Linked DNA regions of Triticum aestivum: region 2 is linked to region 1. Evidence: chromatin contacts called from public Hi-C data. All regions are on one chromosome and are shown on one strand. Each heading gives the region's core, a stretch centred on a gene start, on an enhancer-like site or on the middle of the called end of the contact. The rest is flanking DNA. Distances are from core to core; before and after follow the strand shown. Region 1 holds the start of LOC123096136 (BTB/POZ domain-containing protein NPY4). Region 2 overlaps LOC123096138 (a long non-coding RNA gene).

Region 1 (6,323 bases), core at 3,347-5,846:
AAAGTGCACACAGTGTCGTACTTTCCATCCAAGGCTCTTAGGATCTTCTTGATGATGAATTTGTCGGTCATCTCTTCGCTTCCTAATCCGGCAATCTCATTTGTGATGAGAGCAAGCCTAGAGTACATTTCGGCGACTCCTTCACCATCCTTCATCTTGAACTTGTCAAGTTGACTTTGAAGCACATCCAATTTGGAGTCCTTGACGGACTCGGTAGCTTCGTGCATATCAACCAAAGTATCCCAATTTTCCTTTGCATTCTCAAGGCGGCTTATTTTGTTGAATTCTTCGGGGCACAATCCATTGAAGAGAATATCGCAAGCTTGAGCGTTGTATTGCAACATCTTCAACTCTTCCATGGACGCTTCACGATCCGGTTCTTTACCATCCTTGAAGAAATCACCTTGCAAGCCAACACGCACAATAGCCCAAGCGGCGGGGTTATGACCAAGAATATGCATTTTCATCTTATGCTTCCAACTAGCAAAATTTATACCATCAAAGTAAGGACCTCTATGGTGGTAATTTCCCTCGCTAGACGCCATACTCTCGTAGGTTGTGAAACCAAGGCTATGATCACCAAAGCTATGGAAATCAAGGCAAATGGAGACCAAAGCTCTGATGCTACTTGTAGGATCAAAAGTATGTCTAGAGGGGGGGGGGGTGATTAGACTACGTGACCAAATAAAAATCTAGCCTTTTCCCAATTTTAGTTGTGGGCAGATTTTAGTAATTAGCACAAGTCAAGCATTCAACCTACACATGCAATTCTAAGAGTATAGCAGCAGAAAGTAGAACATTGCATATGAAGGTAAAAGGAAGGGTTTGGAGAAGGCAAACGCAATGGAGACACGGAGATTTTTGGCGTGGTTCCGATAGGTGGTGCTATCGTACATCCACGTTGATGGAGACTTCAACCCACAAAGGGTAACGGCTGCGCGAGTCCACGGAGGGCTCCACCCACGAAGGGTCCACGAAGAAGCAACCTTGTCTATCCCACCATGGCCATCGCCCACGAAGGACTTGCCTCACTCGGGTATATCTTCATAAAGTAGGCGATCTCCTTACCCTTACAAACTTCTTGGTTCAACTCCACATCTTCATGGAGGCTCCCAAGCGACACCTAACCAATCTAGGAGACACCACTCTCCAAAAGGTAATAGATGGTGTGTTGATGATGAACTCCTTGCTGTTGTGGTTCAAATGATAGTCTCCCCAACACTCAACTCTCTCTCACATAATTGGGTATGGTGGAAAGATTATTTGAGTGGAAAGCAACTTGGGGAGGCTAGAAATCAAGATTCTTGTGGTAGGATTGGAATATCTTGATCTCAACACATGAGTAGGTGGTTCTCTCTCAGAAAATGTGACAAATGGAGAAGGGGTGGAGGGGTATATATAGCCTCCACACAAAATCCAACCGTTACACACATTTGACTCATCTCGGTGGGACTGAATAGCTAAACTCGGTTAGACCGATATGTTCAAAAATGTGAACCTTAGGAATCTTGGCGGGACCGACTGGAACAACTCAGTGAGACCGATGTGCTAGGGCTTAGGGCAAACATCATCTCGGTGGCACCGATTGCATCAACTCGGTGAGACCGAAGTGAAGCAATAAGGCAACAGAGAGAATATCAAGCCAACTTGGTGAGACCGATTGCATAACTCGGTGAGACCAAAATAAATGCAACAAGTCATACAGCGTTGGCAAGGCCATCTCGGTGAGACCGAGACCCGTATCGGTGAGACCGGATTGCTAGGGTTTCTGGCAGTGGCTATGTCATATGAACTCGGTGGCACCGGATAGAAAGAATCGGTGGGGCTGAGTTGGAGTTTAGGGTTTTGACATATTTGGATGGAGAAAGTGGATGAGGGTTTTGGAGCAATATCACTAAGTATTTGAGCAAGCAAGCCATTAAACAACACTTCATCCCCTTTTAATAGTATTGTCTTTCCTATGGACTCAATGTGATCTTGGATCACTAAAATAAAGATGAAGAGTCTTGAGCTTTTGCCAATATATGTCCTTAGCATTTTGAGGGGGTCCACATCTCTAGTCCATGCCATGCCATCCATTGAACTTCCTGAAATATTTATCTTGAATGGATATTAGTCCAATGAGCTATATGTTGTTATGAATTACCAAAACCACCCGGGGATTGGTTGCACTTTCATCTTGATGTATCGGGAGCTTTGTTAATATAGTTGGATCATATGGTGTTTCTCCGTCTTTATCTTGTTGTGATGAATTGAGTTTTCCCTTTGAGATTTCATTATTATCGGATTGAATAATTTTATGGATTTGAGAGCACTTTATGTATGTCTTGCTATGAATACCCGTGGTGACAATTCGGTATCATATTGATTCACTTGATATATGTATTGGCACTCAACTCGCGAATTCCCGATGTGACATTGGGGTAATCTATGCATGGGGGTTGATGCATGTTTTCGTCCTTGTTTCTTCGGTAGAAATCTTGGGGCACTCTTTGAGGTTCTTTGTGTTGGATTGAGTATTATGAATCTGAAATTGTTTGATACATATCGTATAATCAACTCACGGATACTCGCAGTGACATTGGAGTATCTAGGTGACATTAGAGTTGGTTGATGTGTATCATATGGTGTTATTTTAGTACGAACTCTTAGATAGATCGATCGGAAAGGTAACTTGGTGTTATTTTAGTATGAACTCTTGGATAGATCAATCAGAAAAGATAACTTTGAGGTGGTTGCATACCCTACAAACAATTTTGTCTTATGTTCTCCGCTAGATAAGAACTTTGGAGTGATTCTTCATCGCACGTTCAGGGATGGTTATATGATCCAATTATATTAGCATTGTTGAGAGCTTGCACTAGCAAAAGTACGGACCCTAGGCCTCATTTTCAAGCATTGCAATCCCGTTTGTGCTCACTTTTGTTACTTGCTACCTTGCTGTTTTTTTATTTTTCCTATTACAAAAATCAATATCTACTATCGTTACTACACTTGTATTACCATCTCTTCACCGAACTAGTGCACCTATACAATTTATCATTATATTTGGTGTGTTGGGGACACAAGAGACTCTTTGTTATTTGTTTGCAGGGTTGTTTGAGAGAGACCATCTTCGTCCTACGCCTCCCACGGATTGATAAACCTTAAGTCATCCACTTGAGGGGAATTTGCTACTGTCTTACAAAACTCTGCGCTTGGAGGCCCAACACGAGTTTACAAGAATAAAGTTGCGTAGTAGACATCAAATGTCGACGAACCGGACAACAACCTCAGCCCCGAGGACATTGACATCCCAAAAAAGTCACTTAATGGCCCCAACCTCGACTCATTGAGGTAAGGTTGGTCCGCACGCCCAACAAGATAACAAACAAGAAGTGAAGACTTTAGGAAGAGCAAGAGTACCTGGGCGACCACTGGAACGAGCTCTTCCAGGCCTAGGAAGTGCTCAAGGCCAAGTTGAAGCAGGCGACGAACAATAAAGTGCCGTCTAGCTACTACAAGAACTTGATGAAAGACCTCGATGCCGCCACCGTCGGAAGTGCAATATCCAAGCGCCAATGGGCCAAATTGCACAAGCATGCCGAAAACCAACCTCACCCCTAACGGCCGAAGGAACGGTACAAGCATGCACACCCCAAGGCGTCGGACCGACGACGCAATAGAAATGCCCCATCCGTTGGCATGGGCAGCTCAAGCAGACGTCCTCCCCGCCCGAGGTCCCAGCTCCTCGGACCATCTAGCAGACCAAGAAGCGCATGCACCCTGCCCGTTGAGCAAGCAAGTCGGCTAGCTTGGCTGGCCAAATACCGCGATCAGCGAGACTGCACCAAGTACGGGGATGTGGACAGTTCTAATGTGCGTCACGCCATCACCCCGTACCCGAGGTTCAGCCCACCTGGCGTGCTTCACAGATGAAGTCATCGAACATAAATTCCCACCAGGCTTCAAAATTGTGAATGTCCAAAAGTACGACGGGTCGATTGACCCCTCAGTCTGGATCGAGGATTATGGGTCAGTTTGGTTGGCTTCCACAGGTCTTGGCGCCTGGCCTGGCCCCTGCCTGGAAGCTGCCTGGCTCTTGTTTTGTTGGTGTCCACAGGTTGAGTGCTCAGGCTGAGCGCCTGAGCCTGGGAACGTGATTAGCCAGGCAACATAGTTAGCCTGAGCCAGGCGACCCATTCTAGACGCCTGGACGTGCCTGGAGCAGCAGGCTGACACAAATTGCAGTCACTAGTAGTGAAGGTACAGAAAACGAGGGGATGGGGAGACGAATTAAAAGTACAAACGCCCCACCAGGCCAGGTAAGGAACCAAACAGTGCTAGCCTGACCAGGCAAATAATTTCAAATGCTCAGGCCCAGGCCAGTCGTGAAAAATGTCCAGACTTGCTGTCCAGGGCACCAACCAAACTAGCTCTATGAGCGTGTTTGGTTTCCATCAATGCCTGCCTGAACTGTGCAACACTCCCCACACACAAAATGAGACCACATATATTCTAATGAAATGAGCCTACATAAAAAAGTTCACCAAAACTAAAAGGACAAGGAGAAAAAGAACACAGGATTATAAACGCTTATGTGGAACCAGTGGAGAAAGGGAGGGGGCAGCAAGAGAACATTTAGAGGGGCAGAACAGTCCATTCCCAGAGCCCATGAACTAGGCTTTGCCACCCCACCCCGGCACCCCCCACCGGTTTTCCTCAAGATAAAAAACCAAATCCATTAGCTCTGCGTTAGAGCAGAAGCAGAAGCAGGCACCACCAAACTCAGCTCGCTCCGCAAGAAAGACACTCTCACCAGCGGCGGCCGGGCGGCAGATCGACGCCAAGAAACATAAGCGTTGTGCTTGATCGCATCAACCCAACTCACAAGTCACAACTGCTGCAAGGTAATTAAGCCCCTACCAGTTCTTCTTTTCCCCCTTCAAACAGGTTTGGATATTTTGTTTTGCTCTCTATCGTGAGTTAAGCAAGCCGCGCATTTTTCCCGTCCAATAATGAGATGAAATGGTGTACGTATTATTGAGGTTTATTTCTACGCTACTCCGACAATGAGTTGGAGGAGTGTATCCAGTAGTGGTGGTGGTTCGGTAGGAATGTTTCTTGGTGTTGGTTTGGTCGTTTCCCCTGTCCTAAAAAGCTGCCTTTTCTTCTGCGCTTTTCTGTTGGTTTCTGCCAACCAAGGCCTTTCTTTCCTCCCATCACTGGTTCCCTCCCCTCCTCCTCCGTCTGATGAGAAGCAGAGGAAGAGGCGGCGGCGTATCCTCCTCGCCGGGTCCATTGTCTAGGGCCTTCGAGATCGGACGGATCCTTCCTCTTCCCCTCTCCGCCGCCAGGCGTCTCCTTCCGCAGCTCCGCCCAACAAAGATCTTCGTCGCCCTCCGCTGATTCATTTCTTTTGCTGGTGACGGACCCCTAACCCGTTTCGATTGATTTATTTGACGCCGGCGATCTAATCCCAACGTTTAGTCTCTCCAATACACCCATTTATTCTGTAGCGGATTTGTTTGCAGATTATTTTCTAAAAGGTTTTTCTAAGGGTTCTGTTGATCATCCTTTCCCTTTGTTAGGCACTACTGAACTGAACTTGCGTTCCTTGTTAACTGAAAGTAAATCACAAATTTGTTCCTTTTTTTCTGTAGCATGAGATAGAGTGTACTTTTTGTTGAGATATGTGCCATTATTTGTCAATCCCGGTATTACAGTTTTTGTGGTCTTTTTTGTACGGGAAAGTTCATAATAATCCTATCTTCCATTTTCCTAATTTTGGATTTATTATAAGGTCTTTCCTCCTTAGCCAAAATTTACCTAGAAAAATCAGATTATGTCAACTTCTTTATGCACATTTCGATCTTGTTGCCCACCAAGAGGAGAAGCAACCCCTCCAAACCAGTGGTCTACGGATTGCAATTCTATAACTACTGTTTGACTGCCTACATGTGCCACACCCTTAAATTATTCTCATCTTGCAACCTGTCTGTGCCATTCATGTTGCTTGCTTGTGATTTTAACCAAGATAAGATTCCTCCCCTCACTGGTGCTTGTTCCCATGGTCTCCCAACATTGCATCACCGATTATTCCCGCTGTCCCCTCACCTCAAGATGCTGCCCTTGTGCTCTGCAGGTGCTGCCGCCCCTTACTCTCCCTGTGTGATCCAGCTTGGACGAGGACGAGTCCTTGTTGCCGTTGTGCTCTCCCGGACCCAGATCTTGATGCAACTGCCGGCTAGTTTACTCATCTAGAGGGAAGGAGGTCTGCTTGGGCTCTTGACCTGATTTGATTTGGTGGGGGCTCTGCCGCGGTTCAAAGGGGGACAGTTGGG
Region 2 (6,547 bases), core at 2,697-5,196, 59 kb before region 1:
ACGCTAAATGGGGCGCTTAACACGCTATAGTTGCGCTATAGCATTTCATAGCTTTTGGCTGAGCCGCCTCTAGAGGCTTAGCGGGCTATTTAAAAACTTTGCTTGATACGTATGTTTAGTGTCTGCCAATACCTGTGGGTTCTGAAGCGTATTTCAGACGCATTTTCCTTCTGAAAAGGTCACACTATTCCTTCCAAGCATATCCACAGTAAATGAGAATGTCTGTCTTTCCTGTATGCAATAGTGTGACACACGCTCATCTTCTCTTCAGTTTTTCACCTCATTCTTTTAATACTTGACATTTATTCATTGTTTCTTCTCTTTATATGTTCAGATTGTAAAGGAGATGAAATGCACATGTATATCCTTGATAAAGATCTCTGTAATTTTATATGAGCTCACGAGGACAGTGCTGTTGCATCTAAATCGACAAGTTGTTGAATAAGATGGTCTCTTTGTGCTTGCCTGCAAATCTTTTGCATCTTATATTTGTTGGATAAGGACTGATGGTTGATTGATTATCTCAAACCATCAGTTGAGAACATAGAGATTTTCAGTTTACAAGTTAAGGGGTTTGGCTGGTCCATCTGCCTTCTTTATGTACTTAGTTTCAGATTGTATCCTTTTTATTTGTCTTGTGGTAACGCATACCCTGACGATGACTGTAAGGCATTTCTATTCATAATCAGTGGACATGAAAACATGTAAAACTCATCTTCCATACCATTTTGTTGTACATTATGACTGGATATAGATGTGTCATGGATGAAGCAGATCTTTAAATCAAGATCGATGCTGTTTTTTGACTACCTTACAGATTTACAGCTTTCCTTCACTCGTGGTTAGGCTAGATAAATGCTCTTCTATACTTCTCTTTCCAAGTAATGCTACACAACAAAATTAAAATTATGATATTGACCTAGCATCGACTTCTGTTCCTTTCCTAGCTTTGTATTATTTTACTGCTCACTTTGTTGCCTTATGAGATAAAACTTATAGTTGCAATTGAATATTCCTTTATGCTCTAACTAAGAGCATAATGTGCACTTACTTAGATCTTCTTTTATTGCAGTGTAGACTGCTATAGAGGTACATTGCGTAGCAAGAATTGATATGGTGTGCTGATAGGTTCATAATCAAGAAGGATCAACCCTATTCTAAGGTCAATATATGCTTCTTTGGAAATGATCAATCATCTTATTAGGTTTGGCTTTTTCCTTCTCATGGTACATGTCTATTTTTCTAGCATATATTCTGAACCAAATTTTGTTAACTTGCTGCACTTTATAGCACTCTTATCTGGTGTTCTTGCTTGTAATATCTTAATTTATTTTTTGTATGACGTAAGATTGCTCTGTTCACCGATGTTTCTCCATGTTTATGAAGAAGCGATTTGGGTTCAGAGCACCTTTCTGTGATGTTTGTTTGATTTTGGTGATTTCTGATGTTCAGGTCAAGGCGGACTTGAAGGAATACATGTGGCCACCTTTGTATGGCCAGTCGTTTTGTAGACTTTCAGTATCCGTCATCTGTCGTTGGGTTCGCTCTGCCTGAGCCAGGATCTTCTCGGCCCTGCTCTGGTGTTGTGAAAACTCATGCATTTCGACAGCTGCCTCCATGCTCCAACTATTGCAGCCTGCAGGTAGCCTCTTCGTTCTTTTTTCTCTACCTTTCCGCTTGCTCTGCTAAAGTGTGACGTGTGTGTGCTTGGCTGCTTGTACTTGCACTGAAATTGTATGAATGGCAGCAAGATTTAGCAACAACCAACATTAGTCCGGCTTAATCCCAGCAGCAAATCTCCTGATATGGACAAATAGTAGTACTGATATATAACCATGCTGATATGCAAAGATAAACCTTTTCCTGTTTGCAAATTCCTAATTTTCTATGTAAACCAAAATGGTACTCATGGCTCTACTCACCTCCTCCTGTTTGCAAATTTTGTGGTTGTGCAATTTTACAGAGCTGAATGATATAAAAATTGTATCTTAAAGCAATATAATAGTTTATATCTTTCATTTTGGATGCGCTTGATTTGAATGTATGCTTGATTAAAATCAGTTGCACTGGTGTCTATAAGGATAGCCCTAAAATCATTCGAGCTTTACAACACTGACCGCGAGAGGTAAAGCAAGACCATTGGAACAAAAATATGATTTACCATACGGTCAAATTACATTAGAGTTAGCTGACAATAATTGTTTCATTGCTGCTTTGTCCTGGTTGACCATTGCATGTCCTAATAAAACTTGGATTGTTTTGATCTTTTTTAAGGTAGAATTTTATAAGAGGATAGAATTTTGTATTTTTCTTATGGTATATGCATCATGAAAGAAATGCATGAACTAAGCGCTCAGCTTCAAAGACTAATCAATTTTACATCGATATGAAAAAAGGCGGCACGAACTAAGCGCTCTGCTCCAGAGCAATGTGATATGTTTTCTGTACTGTACAGCTACCCTTTAATGCAGTACTCAGACTTCATACAAATGACTTGATCTAATTATTATTAATGACATGTGGAGTGTGTTGCTTTCTATATAGATGATTTGCTCTAATTCAGATTTATCATACTGCATAGCTTTTGATCCATTCCTTTTTGCCAAACTTGATGTGTTGAGCTTTGAGTTACTATACTGTTTTGGATCTTGCACTTGGGCCGTGCAACACGCGCCAAGGCGCGCTTCCCTCCTTTTGTGGTAGAGAATGGTGTGCCTTCGTATACAATAAGTGTTCTCTACTCTTGCAACCCATGTATTATAATTGTTATTATTGTCATCCACTTATAATGATGAGATGTGATCATGCACTTGCGTTATCCAATTTCTTACTGCTATTAGGTAAGTAATGGAGTTGGTATCATCACTTTTACATTGTGTAGATTGTTTCGTGGTCAAGATAAAATCATGCGGTTTTCTTTCTCATGTGAATCTGAAGGACCTGATGCATGTTTCTGTGCTCACTGGTTTTCTTTTGTCCCTGACCATTATGTACTTATAGCATTTCAAATAGACATAATTAATTTTTCCCATTCAGATATCATATGCTTTGCCTATTTACCAATGCCACTGTTTGTAGTCTCATGCCTCTCTGTCATGATTCTCCCAATCTGAAAGAGGTAGAGAAAAATTACTTTTTTGATAGGGTTTGCCAATATACTTAAACTTAAGGCTTTTTTAGGGGTTCACTTGTGTGCGACACCATCTGTTGGAGGTGTGAAGATGATACCCAAGAAATGTAGAACATTGCTTTGTTAGGGGTTCACTTGTGTACAACACCATCTGGACTATCTATCTTTCTATGGTAGTGAACTGTAACATTCCTTTTGGTTTGGGTCTGAGCGCTGGACTGCATACCAAGACTGCTTTTTGGAATTCCAATATACTTATACTTGGAGAAAGAAGCGAAAGTTGAGGGCCAGGTTGTTCAGAGTATATTTGTATATTTGTTACAACAAGTGATTTGGTATGTACATTTCATATGAAATCTGTCAATGGAGTGTGATGGACCTTGATGTTTTGTACTGAACCATTAGTAAGTGTTTACTACATACTGCTTTTTGAGATGTTTCCTTTGTGGTAAATTTGCTTTTGGTATAAATTTAGCCTATAATGGATAGTTGCCTTGCTTATATATGGACATGTTGCAAACATTATTTTAGATTAGTACTTCCTCTCATGTTTGCGCTATTAGTACTAAACTTAATGTCAAGTGGTCATCTTTTGCTGTATTGCTTCTATTACAAGTTAATGTTTCTTCTTTTATTTTGTTTTCTTGTTCGAATACATATGCTAAATGAGGATTCTTACTAAGCATTAACCAAAACGTTGGGACCGACACCCCTTGGCGCGATCCTGATCTAGTACTCCTACACTACATGAGGAGACAGCTTGCAGATAGGCTTGACACGCATGCACACGCTTGCCCGTCGGAAATCTCCTCGATCACACTCGACAAAAGTGCCAGTGATGTCAAGCAAAACCTGTGTCCCCCGGCGGTGTCGACAGGAGGTACACTCGTGTGGCTGCTCCGAACGCTACGTCCATAGGAAAAAGCACACATACACACGCCAGATTTCAGAGCGTGTCGGGGATGGCAAATTTGACAATTTTGACCTCGGACGAAATCAATTCACAGAATGAACTGGGTGCGAAACTATTTCACACCCCTGACCCTTTTGTGTAGCGCCCGCCACGCCGGCGCCACACCCTACGGTGCAGCGCCTAGCTCTGGGGCGTTGCACCTCTGTCCACCGTGGCAGCCCATGGGCCCGCACCCAGCCGTGCAACGCCTCCGAGCTAGGCGCTGCACATGTGCAGCGCCTAGGCGCTAGGCGCTACATATGTAATGTGCAGCGCCTAGCGGCTAGGCGCTGCACTGTGACTTATCCAGCCACTTGGCTGGGCCCCCCTCCCCCACCCCCCCCCCACCACACACTCTCTCACTCTCTCCCCGAGCTTTGCCCCCTCTCCCACTCTCTCCCCCTCTCAAATCTTCTTCCAAATCTTGCAAATTTGAAGAATTTGTCCGTGGATTTCGAAGTCAAACCCTCCCTCAAGGTAATAATCTCCGATCCCCTTGTTTTGATCCAAGTAAAGTTCTCCCATTGCTCATTTGTTGCTAGTTTGGGGAAACCCTAGTTTTGTTTGGATCTAGAGATTTGCATGGAGATGTGAGATGTTTGTTAGCCAATTTCTATGATTAGGCTTTGTTAGTATGCTAGGGTTATTCTTATGGGTGTTCTTATGTTGGTGCTAGGGTTAGGTTTAGGGCTAGGGTTATGGTTAGGGTTATGGTTATGATTAGGGTTAGGGTTATGGTTAGGGTTAGGGTTGTTGTTTCATATATATATTAGGGTTTGTATTCCGTGTTAATCCATGGATTAGTACTCATGGAAGCAATGTTACCTTGTGTTCTTTGAATGCTTATAGGGATGGGAAGAACATGTGTGTTTGTTCATCATGGGGACAAAGACGCCTTTTTGAAAGGCAATAAAGAACCGGACCCGGATGAGCTTGACATGGTGTTTGATAGTAGTCCTAGCTATGCGGAGCTCTTGCAACAAGTTAGGAAAGATTTGAATTGGATGGACCCTAGTGATATCATTGAGTTGGAGGGAAGGCATAATGTTGGTTTTGGAATGCACATCCGTTGGAAGACAATGCGTGTCAACTCGGAGCAACGTTGGGTTGCATACAAGGAGACGGTGGCCGAATCACTAGACAAGGCTCTTGAGTGATTTGCAACGAAGAAGGTTGATTCAAGTTTGCATTTGGACTTCAACCGGAACCCCTCCCCTTTGGTTGCTAGTAGCCCCCCACCCTTGAAGCGAGATGAAATTGTTGAACCTCTTTTGACCCAAGAAGTGAGGCCAACATTGAGCCCGTATACAAACAACCAAGATGAATCTTTGCAAGAGGACAATGATGAGTATGCGGACGATGACAATGAAGTTGATCTCCATGACAACAATGTGGGTGATCTCGACAAATATCATTTGCAAGAGACAATGGACCATTCATCCCTTTTTCCCGTGCATATGCATCAGACTCGGATGACGATGGTCCCGATGAACAAGTTGATGCGGAGGGGTTCACGGTGAAGGAGGCCGAAGCTTTCGAGAAGGTATTTGGTCGGGATCATCGGACTACATTGTTCAAGGATGTTAGTCTCGCGGATGAAGCCGTGGTAGATGGTGGCCAATGTGTACCTCTTGGGGTTAGGCCAAGCTCTCACCGTGATTTGGTAGACGACAAGAACCGGATTGCTAAAGGTTCTAAGTTCGATAGCTTGTTGGATTTGAAGATGTGGCTCGACAACTACTCGGTTACGCATTATCGTCCACACAAGGTGGTGAACTCGGACGTCAATGTGCGCTACACGGTTGCATGTGCATGTGAAGATGAAAAGGAGGTCCAACTTGGACTTACAAGAGGCCGTGGTGGTGGTAGAGCTCGTGGAAAGGAGGTCCAACAAGGAGTGGCAAGACGCCGTGGCGGTTGTCCGTGGATTGTGCATGCAAGACCATGGAAAGGAGGTCCAACTTGGCATGTAGTGAGTTGTGTGCCAACTCACATGTGCCAAGGCAAAAGGGTGGATGGCAAGATTGTGTCCGAAGACTAAAAACAACTCACGTCCGAGTTCATCGCTTACAGGCTCTCCAACTCAATATCCACACTTCCAACAATGAGCGTCCAACATGTCATTGACCTTGTGAAAGCCATCTTTCATTACAAGGTGAAATACGGCAAGGCATGGAAGGCGAAGCAAGCCGCATTTAAGATGTTGTATGGTACATGGGAGGAAGCATACAACCGAATCCCTAGGTTGTTGTTAGCCATGGCCGCGACAAACCCGGGCATGGTTCATGTGGTCGAGCCTCATGGGCACCAAACAACGGTTCATGAAGGAAGGAAAGTCAGAGTATTTGGCCGTGCTTTTTGGGCGTTCGAGCAATGTGTGAGGGCTTTCGAACATTGTAGGCCAGTCATCACAATTGATGGCACGTTCTTGACCGGACAATACAAGGGCACCTTGTTGGTTGCGA

What was found. Hi-C and Micro-C count contacts between places; a contact is called where the count stands out from the background.
Region 2: a contact with region 1 is called in a Hi-C map of leaf, with 6 times the contacts expected there. The contact joins the enhancer-like site here to the promoter of LOC123096136 in region 1. A contact is called at or near these places in 4 of 5 Hi-C or Micro-C datasets (leaf and an unstated tissue).

Annotation. Positions count from the first base shown.
Region 1 is chr4D:52,307,981-52,314,303 of IWGSC CS RefSeq v2.1, reverse strand. LOC123096136 (BTB/POZ domain-containing protein NPY4) reads left to right here and starts at 4,596. Exons shown (of 5, transcript XM_044517759.1): 1 at 4,596-4,889; 2 at 6,125-6,323.
Region 2 is chr4D:52,366,565-52,373,111 of IWGSC CS RefSeq v2.1, reverse strand. It overlaps LOC123096138 (a long non-coding RNA gene), which reads left to right. Exons shown (of 8, transcript XR_006446482.1): 7 at 335-1,162; 8 at 1,453-3,550. Among protein-coding and RNA genes, the nearest start is that of LOC123096138, 6.2 kb to the left of the region's middle. Within about 2 kb of position 3,946, at least 1 of the 8 cell types and tissues checked has an H3K27ac peak or open chromatin away from gene starts, as enhancers often do.